Regions from separate parts of the Zea mays genome. Here all the other regions are linked to region 1. The links are chromatin contacts, called in public Hi-C maps. All regions are on one chromosome and are shown on one strand. Each heading gives the region's core, a stretch centred on a gene start, on an enhancer-like site or on the middle of the called end of the contact. The rest is flanking DNA. Distances are from core to core; before and after follow the strand shown.

The links. A called contact is a pair of places that touch in the nucleus more often than the background predicts.
Region 2: a contact with region 1 is called in a Hi-C map of ear, with 1.9 times the contacts expected there. The contact joins the promoter of LOC542583 here to the promoter of LOC100383807 in region 1. A contact is called at or near these places in 3 of 25 Hi-C or Micro-C datasets (ear, leaf and tassel).
Region 3: a Hi-C map of tassel shows a contact between it and region 1, with 4 times the contacts expected there. The contact joins the promoter of LOC100216973 here to the promoter of LOC100383807 in region 1. A contact is called at or near these places in 7 of 25 Hi-C or Micro-C datasets (bundle sheath, ear, endosperm and 2 more).

Annotation. Positions count from the first base shown.
Region 1 is chr4:87,765,910-87,770,447 of Zm-B73-REFERENCE-NAM-5.0, reverse strand. It overlaps LOC100383807, which reads left to right and starts at 1,426. Exons shown (of 8, transcript NM_001362147.1): 1 at 1,426-1,846; 2 at 3,883-4,013; 3 at 4,344-4,526. The coding sequence starts at 1,560.
Region 2 is chr4:87,420,843-87,425,502 of Zm-B73-REFERENCE-NAM-5.0, reverse strand. It overlaps LOC542583 (glyceraldehyde-3-phosphate deHaseN1), which reads left to right and starts at 1,692. Exons shown (of 9, transcript NM_001112119.2): 1 at 1,692-2,210; 2 at 2,703-2,896; 3 at 2,990-3,118. The coding sequence starts at 2,060. LOC103653482 (a long non-coding RNA gene) reads right to left here and starts at 3,050. Exons shown (of 2, transcript XR_565513.3): 1 at 2,670-3,050.
Region 3 is chr4:88,170,642-88,174,804 of Zm-B73-REFERENCE-NAM-5.0, reverse strand. LOC100216973 (DUF868 family protein) reads left to right here and starts at 1,294. Exons shown (of 2, transcript NM_001143353.1): 1 at 1,294-2,624; 2 at 3,624-3,819. The coding sequence starts at 1,350. The coding sequence ends at 2,576.

The DNA of each region.
Region 1 (4,538 bases), core at 177-2,676:
GCTAGCGTGTGGCGTACCACATGTACAAAAAATAGATTATTTATTTAAACTTTTCTAATGTAACAATAATGTTGGTCACTTGTTCTCAAATGTTGTGAATCAAGAACAAGGCAACACAATTGTTAAAGATTAAGAACCTTCGTCCTTCGAAACATTATCTCCTTTCGAATATAACGATCTTTGGATGAAGGTCATGAAGGACACACCTTCATCATTCATAAGAATAATAGTTCATAGAGACAATATATGTTGTTCATTCATTCATTCATATATTTATTTTATGATATACATATGAACATTAACAAAAATTTATATTATGTTGATACTTTCGGCTTGTTTGAAGGTGCCAATGCGAGAGCAATTACAATCCAGCGTGAACAGTACGGGGTACTGTTCATCTATTTATAGGCAACCACAATGGTTCATACGCTATTACATTTATGCCCTCAACGATTACATACAGAGTTTACAAAATATCACAAGGTAACATCACCATTTGTATTTAATAACTTGAGCAACACCTCCTTGCATTGTCTCATTGCTTCGTCGTGACGAAGCTTGCTTGATGAAGCGTGCTTCGTTATACTTCTCTTTCGTTATACCGAAGCCACGTTGTCTACCTGTTTCACCGTGACGAAGCTTGTCAGACGAAGTTTATTTCGCTCCTCTTGTGTTATTCCGAAGCTTTTCTGATGATGAAACTTCTGTAATATTCAGTAGTACGCTGAAAGCAAATGGTTAGTCGTGTTTTTGAGAACCTTCGGAAGAGGAAGGCCCCCAACAAATAATATAATAAGCCGTTTGGATTTATTCATTTTGTAGGAATTAAAGTTTACTTAATAAAGTAGTCTATTTGGCATTTTGGCTTGGAATTTAACATTCCATCACTTTCTAAAGCTCAGATATAAACTTATCTTTAATTTATGGGGTGTAGTATGAGAAATGATTGATCATTTATATATCAACGGAATATGTTTCTACTCTGCAATTTATAAAACACTCTTCGGCTCACTCCTCTATAGTAAAAATATAGCAAATAAATATCTCTCACATATTGCTAATAATAGTATATAAATATATTTCAAAAGAATTCATATTAGCTTAAATGTTTTTTTGTCTTAATTATTATTATTAGAATATAATTCAATTCCAAGGATCAAACGGCTAAGGGTAACGGTAGGAGTTATAATCGGAGAGGTAGCGTTTTTTAAAAATAATAACCAGTTAAATTTCCTGAATTTTAGCGAGGGACTTAGGAGGACGGCCCTGAAATTTACGTTAGGCTACAGCCCAACTCTTCTTATGTTCTCTAGTAGAGAGAAAAGCAGCCCAACTCTTCTGCTCTCAATAGAGAGAAAAGCGGCCCAACTTTGTGCGGCCCGCTACACCACTGACTGGCATTCGGCTCGGCGACTCCGAACGCAACGCCGATCGTGCGCCTCCTCCCTCACCGCGCGCCGCCGTCGCTGCCATCGGTTCCTTTCAACCGGTGGATCACCCCGCTTTCCATAACCGTTTATCCTTGGTTGTGCTCAGCGTCTGGTTCCGCCATTGGTCCCATGGCTGCCCCGCGCGCCGCGGCGGCGTCGGCGAAGCAGGTGACGAGGCAGAACTTTGCGGAGGCCGTGCTGGAGCTGAGGGCCCACCTGGAGGCATGCGACTACGTGGCCGTGGCGGCGCAGAAGACCGGTGCCCCGACGGGATGGCGCCGCGCGTTGCCGGTGGACACTGCGGAAACGGCGTATCTCAAGGCCAAGCTCGCCGCAGAGTCCTTTCAGCCACTCCAGATCGCCGTCTGCCCCTTCAGGCAGCGCAACTCTTACCCGTCTACCCTCGTCGCCTACCCGTAAGGATTTCTCTCTCACTCGTCGTCCACATGAAACATTAACAATTGGCAAGGTGGTTTTGCTATTTGTTTGGGCAATGTTTGTGGACGTGTGGTGCATAAACCTATTGTTGCAGGCTCAGCTTGAGGAATTTCGTCAAACACCTTTTGTATCCATATATGGATGCTGCTGCTTTTTCAGATTGTAGTATGAAACTATGAAACATGAATATTGTAACATCGACATTTTCTGAAGTTTAGTTGGTCTGTAGCAGTTAACGAATACTCTCTGGTCACAAAAAACTGTTTAGGACAAGGTTTGGGCTAGGGATGAAAACGGTAATTATTCGGATATCAATTTTTTTGTCTTTTTTCTTTAATTGTGAATAAATAGAATATAGAATCAACTATGTAAATTCATATTATTGTTTTTATCATTGAGCTTGTAAAGATTCATAAAAATTAAACCACAAATTTATCATATATTTCTCTCAAATGATAGATATAAAATTTGGTATGGATTCGAATACAAATTTGGTTATTTTTTCACCGTTTTTGTTGTATGGGGAAAATAATGCATAAAACAATTTATGCAAAATTTTGTTCATATTTTTAATAATGTGCTTGATAACATAAGAAAAGATTAACATCAAATTTTATATATATCTATTTTAAAATATTAAATTTGTTCTAACAATTCGGATTACCACTTTCATCCCTAATTTGGGCAAAACTTAAAAACTACAAAACATCAATTACTATTACATTTTAGTTTTGAAACCTCTGGGTTAAATGTGTAAATTCATACTTGTTGGGTTCTGACACGTGGACCCAAGCACTCAAGCAGGTGAGAGAACAGTGCTCAACAAAACGGAAAGTGGGGGTGCTCAATGTCTTGTCAAGTGTGTCCCATCCGAGAGCTGGACAGGGTATTTCTAGGGTAACTATGGGGCTAGTGCCTAAAGTACATTTGTACCCTTAGTTACCTACTACATCCTTGGAATATACTATACAACGGGGTAATTATGAAATAATAGTAGCCTAGATCTAGTTACAGCAAGTGTTGTACCCACGGGTGTGACTGACGGGTGGGCCTGCCTTGCATGCAGAGGACCCACCAAGCCTCCGCTACCCATCTTAGCCTTCTAGTCCCAAGTCTTGGAGGCCTTCGTCTTAGAGGTCGCTCCGTCAGCCCGTCCTCTGATTTGATGCCGAGGGTAGACGATTACCTTTCGTTTCATCCGGGTCCTCACCTCGGTCTCCGCAGACCGCATCAGAGGAAAGACATGTTAGGGGCGAAGCCCTCGAGGTCTTCGATCTCTTGAGCCCGAAGCCCCAACTGTGGATCTAGCCTTCATTGCCCACAGACCCTGACTAGGATCAGTGGACCCTTCGTGCCTTCGTTGCCCGCAGACCCCGACTGGGATCAGCTGACCCATCGCGCCATAGGAGGGGGACTTCGCATACACGGCGAAGTCCTTGTTCTTGGACTTGTCCATATTGTGTTGATGTCGTGCATTCATAGACAAGGTTAGTGTGCGGTTAGAGTGGGATGATCGAGATCTAGTTCGGCCTTCGTCCCAACGATACTCAAAATACTTGCAAGTCTCTTAGAATTTGAAGGATTTTGAAAACGTTTTCTTAAAGAACGTAGTGGTCAAAGATACACATCAAATGCTGTGCAAAGTCAAATGTGTATAGTATTTTTGACTGGAGGTAGTACATCCATATTATGTCTGAAGAGGTTTAGCTAGATTTGCTATGTGAGAAACTGCTATGCATGGGAGTTGACTTGAGGCCACTAGATTGTGTCCTTTGCTATTTTTTCGTACAATCATATTTTCCTTGTTTCCTGAGAACAGATTCCAGGATGACCAATCATATTTTTTGGTACAATCATATTTTCCTTCTTCATATGGTTTCTTATAGTTTGATGAACAGATGACCAATCGACCTTTTCACTTGATAACATTGATGTATATTTTCTTACTTCAGCCTTATCATTTTTATTTTGTCATCACTGATTCTGTGTGCCTGTGGGTGCTTTGGTTATGCAGGTACAATTTTCACTTATTTCCTAGAGATGAACTACAGCTCGGAATGCCTTCATACAGTTTCTCTTGTCAACCATGTTATTTATCAACTATAGCTAATGATGGTTTTGATTTCAATATGTGCATATATGATGGTGAGTAGTAAGATATGGTGCCAAAACAACTACACCTTCTGTTCGTATTAAGGATTCAATAAAGTCAAACTTCATAAAGTTTGAGCAACAATTATTCAAAATATACACATGGTTTTTAGATAAAAATTGTATCACTAGATTCAAATATCTGTTAATAAGGTCTTTTGTAGCAATTGGTGATTTATTGTAAGAATAATTGGTGGTCAAAGACAAGTACACTTATATTCTAGAGATTCTCCAATTTCAAATATGCCTTATAAAAACAAACTGAGGTAGTAGTAAGGTTGTTTGATATACAAAGGAATAATTTTTGGTTGATTATATTGGCAGGTATTTCTTATCTATCAAGGGTTCAAGAATCCTTAGCAAGGGAAAAGATCTTTACTCCTCGTCCTCACCAATTGTTGTCATCACCAAACACATCAGTTGCTGACTCAGTTTTCATGAATAGAATAAAGTCTAGGATAGTGAACTGGCGAAAAAGATATGCTGACCCAAGTAAAAAACATGATGGTAGTAATACTT
Region 2 (4,660 bases), core at 443-2,942, 350 kb after region 1:
CAAGGTGGTTGGGGGCTATAAATACCCCCCAACCACCACAATCTTTGGCATCCAAGTTTTTCTGAAGATCACATGCAATACAAGAGCTAGAGCATTCACTCCAAGACATATTTCCAAAGATTAAACCCTCTCCAAGTCTCGAATTCATCTCAACCACTTAGTGACTTGAGAGAGAGTGTGTTCGTGTTCATTTGCGCTCTTGTTGCTTGGATTGCCTTTCTTCCTTCCTCACTTCTTTTCTAAGTGCTTGTAAGCAAAGCAAGAGAGACCTAAGAGTGTGGTGGTACTTGCGGGGTCTTAGTGACCCGTGTGATTAAGGGAAAGACTCACTCGATCTAGGTGACTGTTTGAGAGAGGGAAATGGTTGAAATAGACCCGGTCTTTGTGACCTCCTCAACAGGGACTAGGTTCTTTGGAACCGAACCTCGGTAAAACAAATCATCGTGTTCACTCGTCTTGATTCTTATTTGATTTGTTTTCCCCTCTTTAGCGTTTCCTTGCTAGTGTGAATTTGAGTTGGCTCCCATACGTTATCCGCAATCCGTGAGCAACTCCTAGCAAGAGAGATATTCTTTTGGACTTGAATTTAATTCTAACGCTAACCTCGGCTTGTAGTGTGTGTTTAAAGTTATAAATTTCAGGTTTCGCCTATTCACCCCTCTAGGCGACTTTTAGAATCTCTCCACCCCGACGGGGTTCCTCCCGGAAGGCAAGATCTAGGTCTGCTGTAAAGAAGACCCTTTGCGCCATCGCGGAACGTCCGAGCCACAGGCGCGGACCGTCCAGACGTACGCAGAGGAGGAGTCGCTCCCGCGCTAGGTTACGGACCGTCCGGCCCTGTGCTGCGGACCGTCCGCGCCTCCGCATAGAGCACCGCTAGGCGGTCAGTTCCAGTGTCTGGCGCCCGTATCGGCACCAACACCTAACACGTCAGGAAGCCACATGGAGCGTAACGCTCCCATATAGTACCACCTTACTAGCTGAAGGAGTAAGAGCGACCCTGTGTGCAATAAGAAAATGGATCGGCCTCCTTTTCAACTCGTACTTTTATCGTACTTTTGGCTAAGATAAGGTGTTTTTGTCGGTTTAATATCTGATATGTGGATATTACACTTTAATATTAAATTTATTTTTATGAATATTAAATATGATTATACGCCGTCGCAACGAGTATTGTACTAGTTATAATTATCTATTGTCATAGTAAAACTGGTATAGATCTTTATTAAATCTTAAATATGTCACTGGTTATGTCTAAAACGACGTTTACGGTTAGCTTCTCGTTTCTCCTCTTCTTACTTCCGTCTCAGTATTTAACATGTTTACAGCTCTATTATTATATTTTCTCCAATCATCTCCGAAAACACTGGAGCAAGTAGATGTCGCTGTACACACTCGAATAAAAAAAAATGGGACAGCTTTGCCGGCAGGCGGTACCGTTGGCGTGATAGTCTGACGCTGCAAAGCCGCCGAGGAGAGCCCTACTCGCCCAAGTGTGCCGCGTCACCTCTAGCGCTGCTGGGAACGCCAGCCACACAGTGCCCGTGGTCCGCGGCAGCCTACTCCGGTCCGGTACTTGTCACCCAACTCCCGCAGTCCCACCCACACCGATCGCGGGGCCGATCGAGTCTGGTCCGCGGCAGCCTACTCCGGTCCGGTACTTGTCACCCAACTCCCGCAGTCCCACCCACACCGATCGCGGGGCCGATCGAGTCTGCTGAAGCCTCGCCTCGCCTCGCAGAAGAAGCAGCGTGAGTAAAAAACCCGCAGGGTGCAGACGAAAACCTCGTCCGTTTCCGTCGTCTTCCTCCTCCCTCCGTCTCCCTTCACCCGGCCTCGGTGGGTCCGCTCCCCAGCCACGCGCCGCTCTCTTATTTAACCCCGGCCCCGGCCTCCGCTCCGCCACTCGCGCACCCATCACACCCCCTAACCACTCCACCTCCCTCAGCAGCCCTCACGGCCACTACCCACTGCGGCTGTACCACCTGTACGGCTGCACTGTCCGTCGATCGGCTTTGCACCACACGTCCGCGCGCTCGCTCCGTCGGTGTCGGTAGCCATGGCGCTGGCGGGGACGGGGGTGTTCGCGGAGATCCTGGACAGCGAGGTGTACAGGTACTACGCCGACGGGGAGTGGCGCAGCTCCGCCTCCGGCAAGTCCGTCGCCATCGTCAACCCCACCACCCGCAAGACGCAGTACAGGGTGCAAGGTGCGGGCTCTCGCCTCTGCCTCTGTTCTCCCTTCCTTAGCGTGCGCCCCTATGGGCACCAAGGGCCTCGGGAGCGACTGCTAGTGCTGTCCCCTTGTCCGGGGGAAAAATACGCTTATTACTTTGTTTGAGTACTCGATCACAATCCACGTGTGTTAAAGGTGGATTGTGGTGTAATTGTGGTGTTAAGGTAAAAACTTAGAAGTGCCACCAATTAATGCCTACCTGCGCTATCACTTTCCTTAATTATGCTGACCGTCCCTGACAATGCCTCTTGACTAGCGCCCCCAAATAGTCTCGCTTTTGATGCTTATAATTTCACTAGCCCAAATTTAACCACTCTCCAAGAATATTTCTCCAACTAACCATCTCTCGAAGTCGAAGTGATCGAAGTCCGTAGGCCTTTTGCTAGTGATAGATTCAGTGCTTGCAGTGGACTGCAAAAGGGGAACGACTTACTTTTCTGACGGTCCGGATCCCCTGTGTGTCCAGCATGCACGCAGGAGGAGGTGAACAAGGCGATGGACGCGGCCAAGGTCGCGCAGAAGGCATGGGCCCGGACGCCGCTGTGGAAGCGTGCGGAGCTCCTCCACAAGGCGGCCGCGATCCTCAAGGAGCACAAGGCCCCCATCGCCGAGTGCCTTGTCAAGGAGATAGCCAAGCCGGCCAAGGATGCCGTTTCTGAGGTCACTAGCAGCTGAAGTCATTCCTGTTAGAGTGTTTTGCTTTGGTTCTTCAGTTGGGCTTAACGGACAAAATGTCTTGTTGCGTTTTCATAGGTTGTCCGGTCTGGGGATTTGGTGTCGTACACAGCTGAGGAGGGTGTGCGGATACTCGGGGAGGGCAAGCTGCTTGTTTCGGATAGCTTCCCTGGTAATGAACGAAACAAGTACTGTCTGAGCTCCAAGGTATATCTACGTTGCAGTACTCGTGTTTGCTGTATATGCTCCACTGATTTTTCACTGCAACATTGTTTGTGTATCGTAACTTATCCAGAAATGCTGATAGAAATAAGCTAGTTGAACGTCTACGACATTAATTGATGGACCACTCCATCCTGACTAATGGAGGATGAAATGATAGAAGTTGGAGGATGGGCAATTAAGTTTAAAATTCATCTATAAGGATAGGCCATAAAATAGGCAGCTCCTTATCTCTCAGTTTTTTTTTTTTGACATGCAGAGGAGTATGGACCATTTATGCTGTTGGCATGTCTTGCTGTTTCCTTTTGCTTTGTTTTGCCTTTTCTTTTCTGATGTCATTGCCATGCTGTGACTGCTCAGGTTGCGTATTTCTATGATTCTGTCCTAGTATAAACTATTGCTCAGTTGTCCATTGTATTTTTCATGCGCTAATGATATTGTGTCTGGATCAAACTCAACAAGGGCATGGATCTGCCTGACTCGACTGTTCCTATGCCAAATTGGCTGGAATTGGCCAGGTGCAACCATAACTCGAAGAAAGCATAGCATCCAACCAGCGAGGCTTAGGGTCTGTTGGTTGGGCTGTGGCTGCGAAAAAAGCTGTCGTGGGCTGTGAGTTGTGAAAAAAACTGTTGTGACTGTGAACTGCTAAAAAACTAAAAACTGTTCGATGGAAACCACTAAAAGCCGCTGAATATATATATTTTCACAGTTCCATCTGAAAGCTGCTAAAAGCAGGTCTAGATGTGCTTTTAGTTTTGCACTACGAGAAAGTCGGCTTTTAGAAAATGCTGCTTTCTGTATCTTGTCCTTTGGCTTGACTTTTGGCTTTTAGGGGGCAGAAGCTAAAGCCAAAAGTCAAACCAAACACACCCTTAGTGTTATGCCTCAAGCTAGGATTCTGGTGAATTCTGAAAAATGGTTGGTTGCTGCTAATTTGCAAAATCTTGTCTTGGATATGATCATTCAATAGCATTGTATTGTTGTATATATTTGCTAGTCCCGCGGAAGTAAATAAACCAGTTAGGGTCTGTTATCTCTTTGGTAGCAAGGTTTATTTACAATTTCAATACGATACTATGGTATTTGAGAATACTGTAGTATTTTGGAATGGAACAAAAGGTGTTTGGTTGAACTTTATAAAAGACTGTTTTGAATACCACAGTATAGCCAAAACTGCACTGTTTTTTGGAGTATTGATACTGCAATCTAGACTGAAGTTTTCTAAAACATGGTATTATTGTCACATACAAGTGTAGATCATGATATTCTAAAACCATAGTATCCAAAAAAACTGGTAGCAAACAGGGCATGTGTTGAGCTGTTTTCCCGCTCAGTGTACTCTCTGTACTATCACAATCATTGAGGTTGTTGCTTTATGAATGGATCTTTTCACCTTTACTTTCTAAACCAACTAGGATGATCCTAGTACCACTTTATGTCTTAGGTGTTTTGAAATTAGGTTCGTCCTATCGAGCAGTCTACATGCAGATGGCAGGAAAAAGTTCCATTATGTTTGTTAGAATG
Region 3 (4,163 bases), core at 45-2,544, 400 kb before region 1:
CATGTATGCTTTAGTACTCATAGTTAGATATAAAAATTGAGGTATGGCAGCTGCCATACTACCATAACGGGTGCTCCACAAAGACATGTATTATATATGTTCATGTTGCTTGTATCCTTTCTTTTTATTAGTTCTCAAGCCAAAAGGTGGTATATAGGAATTGATAAAAGCTTCTGCTTAGCTACACATTATTTCAAGTTTTTCACAAAAAAAAACATGAGAAAATTAATAATTGGAAAATTAGCATTCGTCAATCATTATTTGCTTTTGCATCACGAACTACCATCCACTTGGTCGATCTGCAAACCTAAACCTTATCCAATCCACTAACGATATAATGCATACATAAAAAAATTAACTGGCTCTGACCCATAACTAGCGAACAACTCCTGAGAAGGATATTTTTGATGATTCCTGAGCTTTAATATTTTTTTTACCCACCTTATCCTGCTGCATTAATTATCCTTCGCAGATTCCACTTAGCAGTCTCAATTAAAACTAACAAGGAAAGATAAAATGAATTCGATTCAAGAAATATTCAACCACATAGAGAATCAACCACAAAATGAGTTTATTAGGGGAGATTGGATTAAAAACCTGAATCAATATCAACGCCAAGAATGCTTTGACGTTTAAATTTCATAGCAATTGTGGCATTCGCCGGCGGCTAGAACCCTACCCACCTCTGTTTTCGGTTTTGGATCGTGGACAAAGATTCGGTCTTCATCCGATAGACTAGATATTGGCTCAGGCCCGAAAGAGTCTGGCGCTTGCCTGTTTAGGCAACGTATTGGCATGTTTGTTTCTATTTTCGCATTTCTGTAATACCTTCTGTATTTCAGACAGGGACGGAGGGATTATAGTAGTGCCTAAGCACTGCAACGATACATGAGGATTATAGGAGTACACTAGTACAATGTATGTGCATTACAATGACATGTAAGAACAAACGTTACAATTTAATTAAGCCAAAAGGCTAAGATAAAAATACTGAGACACAAGCCCATAACTAGCGCACGGTCTCTTAGAGCGAGCGCCAACGGCGCGCCATGCTTTCTAGTATGTCCTAACTGCTTAATTTGAAACGTGAATTTCCATCATTCGTTCCATGTCTTTTTCCTCAATTCCGACTGAAATCAGACAAAATTGGCGACGCACCTCATATGTTTGCCGAGGCGAACCGTCCCGCGGCAAGCCAGCAAACCCAGCCGCACCACTTGCGGAACGCAGCAAGCCAGCAACCCCTTGACGCCTTGGATTCGCACTGCAAGTCTGCGCCACAGCGCGCACGCATTCCAATCGACTAGCGTAGACGCAGTGGCGTCTCGCAGTGGCGTCTCGCGCTACCGATGCCCAGCCGGATCGCCGCCTGCTTCCGCTGCGCCGCGGCGCCGTCCTCGGGCGCGGGCGCGGGCGCGGCGGGGCCCAGCCTGGCGACCTCCATCTACGAGACCCACCTCGGCTTGGTCGCGCTCTCCTGGTCCCGGACCTCGCTCGGCCTCTCCCTCCGCGCCGTGCTCCGCCTGTCGGCCACGCCCCCGCCCGGCTCCTCCTCCTCGGCGTCCGGAGCGGGCTACCTCGACGATGACGCGGACGAAGAGATTCTCGCCTTCCGCGTCAGCCCATGGCTATTCTGGCGCCGCCGCGGGTCCAGACGGTTCCGCGCTGGCGACCGCCTCGTCGACCTGGCGTGGGATCTCTCTCGCGCGCGCTTCCCGGTCTCCGGGTCCCCCGAGCCCTCATCGGGCTTCTTCGTCGCCGTCGTCGTCTGCGGCGAGATGGTCCTCGCGGCCGGGGACCTGACCGATTTGGCCTACCGGAGGACCCGGGCCCGGCGCCCATCAGGCCCGCGTCCGGTCCTCCTCTCCCGGCGGGAGCACGTCTCGCTACGCGACGCGGGCGCCGGCCGAGGCCGCAGCCACACCACCTGGGTGAACGTCCAGGGCAAGGAGCGGGAGATCTCCGTGGATCTCGTGGCTCGCGGCCGTGGCAGGGACAAGGCCACCGCCGGCAAGGGGAAGGAGAAGGACCGGGCTGATGTCGGCATGTCGGTCTCTGTCGACGGCGAGCGAGTGCTGCACGTCCGGCGCCTGCGCTGGAAGTTCCGCGGCAGCGAGCGGGTCGACCTCGGGGGCGGCGACGGCGTCCAGGTCTCTTGGGATCTCCACAACTGGCTCTTCCCCCCACGCGAGCCGCCCCCCACGGAGGCCTCGACGCACGCCCACGCGGTGTTCGTTTTCCGGTTCGAACTCGCCAGCGGCGGCGAGGAGAGCGAGGCGGATTTGGGGAAGAATCCCTCCCCCAGCAAGGACGCAAGGAGGAACACGGGCGTTTGGGGAGGCTACCTCGCGCGGTGGGGGCAACGGGACTGGAGCGAGACGGGCAGCAACGGTGAGAGGAGGAAGGGCAGGGGGCGGAGGCTGGCCAAGGAGAGCTCGTCGTCGTCGGCGTCCGTGGCATCCTCCACGGCGTCGTGGGCCAGTGGCTCCACGGTGATGGACTGGGCCAGCCCCGAGGAGGTCGAGATGCAGCGCGGCGACGGCTTCTCGCTGCTGATCTACGCCTGGAAGAGCTAACACCGGCGACGACGGCGGCAGCATAGTTCTGATCAACTAGCGGTGATGGTAAATTTTCTCTGGACTGTTGTAGTTTGCAGTGTTCTTGTGCAGTTAAAGCCTGGAGAGATTGAATTGAGCTTGAATTACAGTAGTGCCATTGCTAAGTGGAACGAGCGATTAGTGTGATTTTTTTTCATTACTAGAACAATTTTCTTCCCTGGATTAGCATTAATTACTGAAATGAACCCAACACCAAATCTATTTGCCTACAATCTAGGGCAATGGCTCAGGATATTTTGAGCAGCTTGGAATCAGTCCACCGTAGCGATCAACGTCAACAACTCCAGTATAGTATCTTATTCTGTGTTTCTCTTGTGTCACCTGCTCAAAAGAGAATCTATCCATCAATCAATTAGCTGTTGCTGCAGTGGTCGTTCTCCTAATTGTCTTTGACATTAATCATAGATGTTAGATCTTAAGGATCGGTGGTTACGATCGCGACGTTCACATTCACAGGAAGACGCTCTTCAGTTCAGTTTGTGATCAATGGCTTGTTTTTTTTTGGTTGCTGAGTGCCACTCAAAACAATAATCTGCTATTCGGAAATTCGGATGGCAGGGCTGCAACCTGGACAATTGCTCACTTGTTTGAGGGAGTCCGTCAAGTGAATGGCAGATCTACGTAGTACATTACACTATGTAGAGGAAAACTTGTGTTTCCCCACTCAGACTCTGTTTGTTTACCCTCTAGATTATATAATCTAGCTTAAATAAGTTGAAAGATAAACAAACAATATGGTTTATTAGGTGGAATATATAATTTAGATACCTAGATTATGATAATCTATAAACAACTCATTAGATGCTTATATAATTCATAAGCTAGATTATCTAAATTAGATGCTTATATAATTCATAAGCTAGATTATCTAATCCTATAGGCAAACAAACAGGGCCTCAGTTTCACTTCAGTTTTGACTGTAACTGGTTGCGACTAATTCTGGTCATGCCCCATTGATTTACTGAGCGATCAAATATGCGTCTGCCTTGATATCTTGTTTTACAGGAACGAGCTTGTGTTTGAATGCACTATATGCCGGATGCCCCGGAATGATTGACTGAAGTCACTGAATTTCCATGGTGTGTTAAAAAGTTGGATGGATATCTGTGTATAGGAGATGACTATCCATACAAAGGTTGTCTTTGCATATTCATAGATGAGAGATGATCATCTATATCAATCAATTGATTGTGTTGGGTTTGGTGGATTGGTTGCCATAGTAGGAAATATTGCTACTATATGCTGGATGCAACGGAAAAAATAAGTTTCTTCATGTTTTCTAATCTTTACTATTAGTAAATAAAATCAGGACTATTAGTATGTTACATTATTAATTATTAATTATGATAAGGTAAATTTTGATAAGTGCTATTTGAGTATGTTTTGTGGGATAATTAGGATAGCATAATGCTAAATTAACATATTTTATTTTTCATTAGTGTTATATTGACAAGATTAGTGCCATTACATATTTATTAGTGTATAATTAACTAATTATTATTATCATCATTAAGTAACTAGGTCTATGCCCGTGCGTTCCTACGG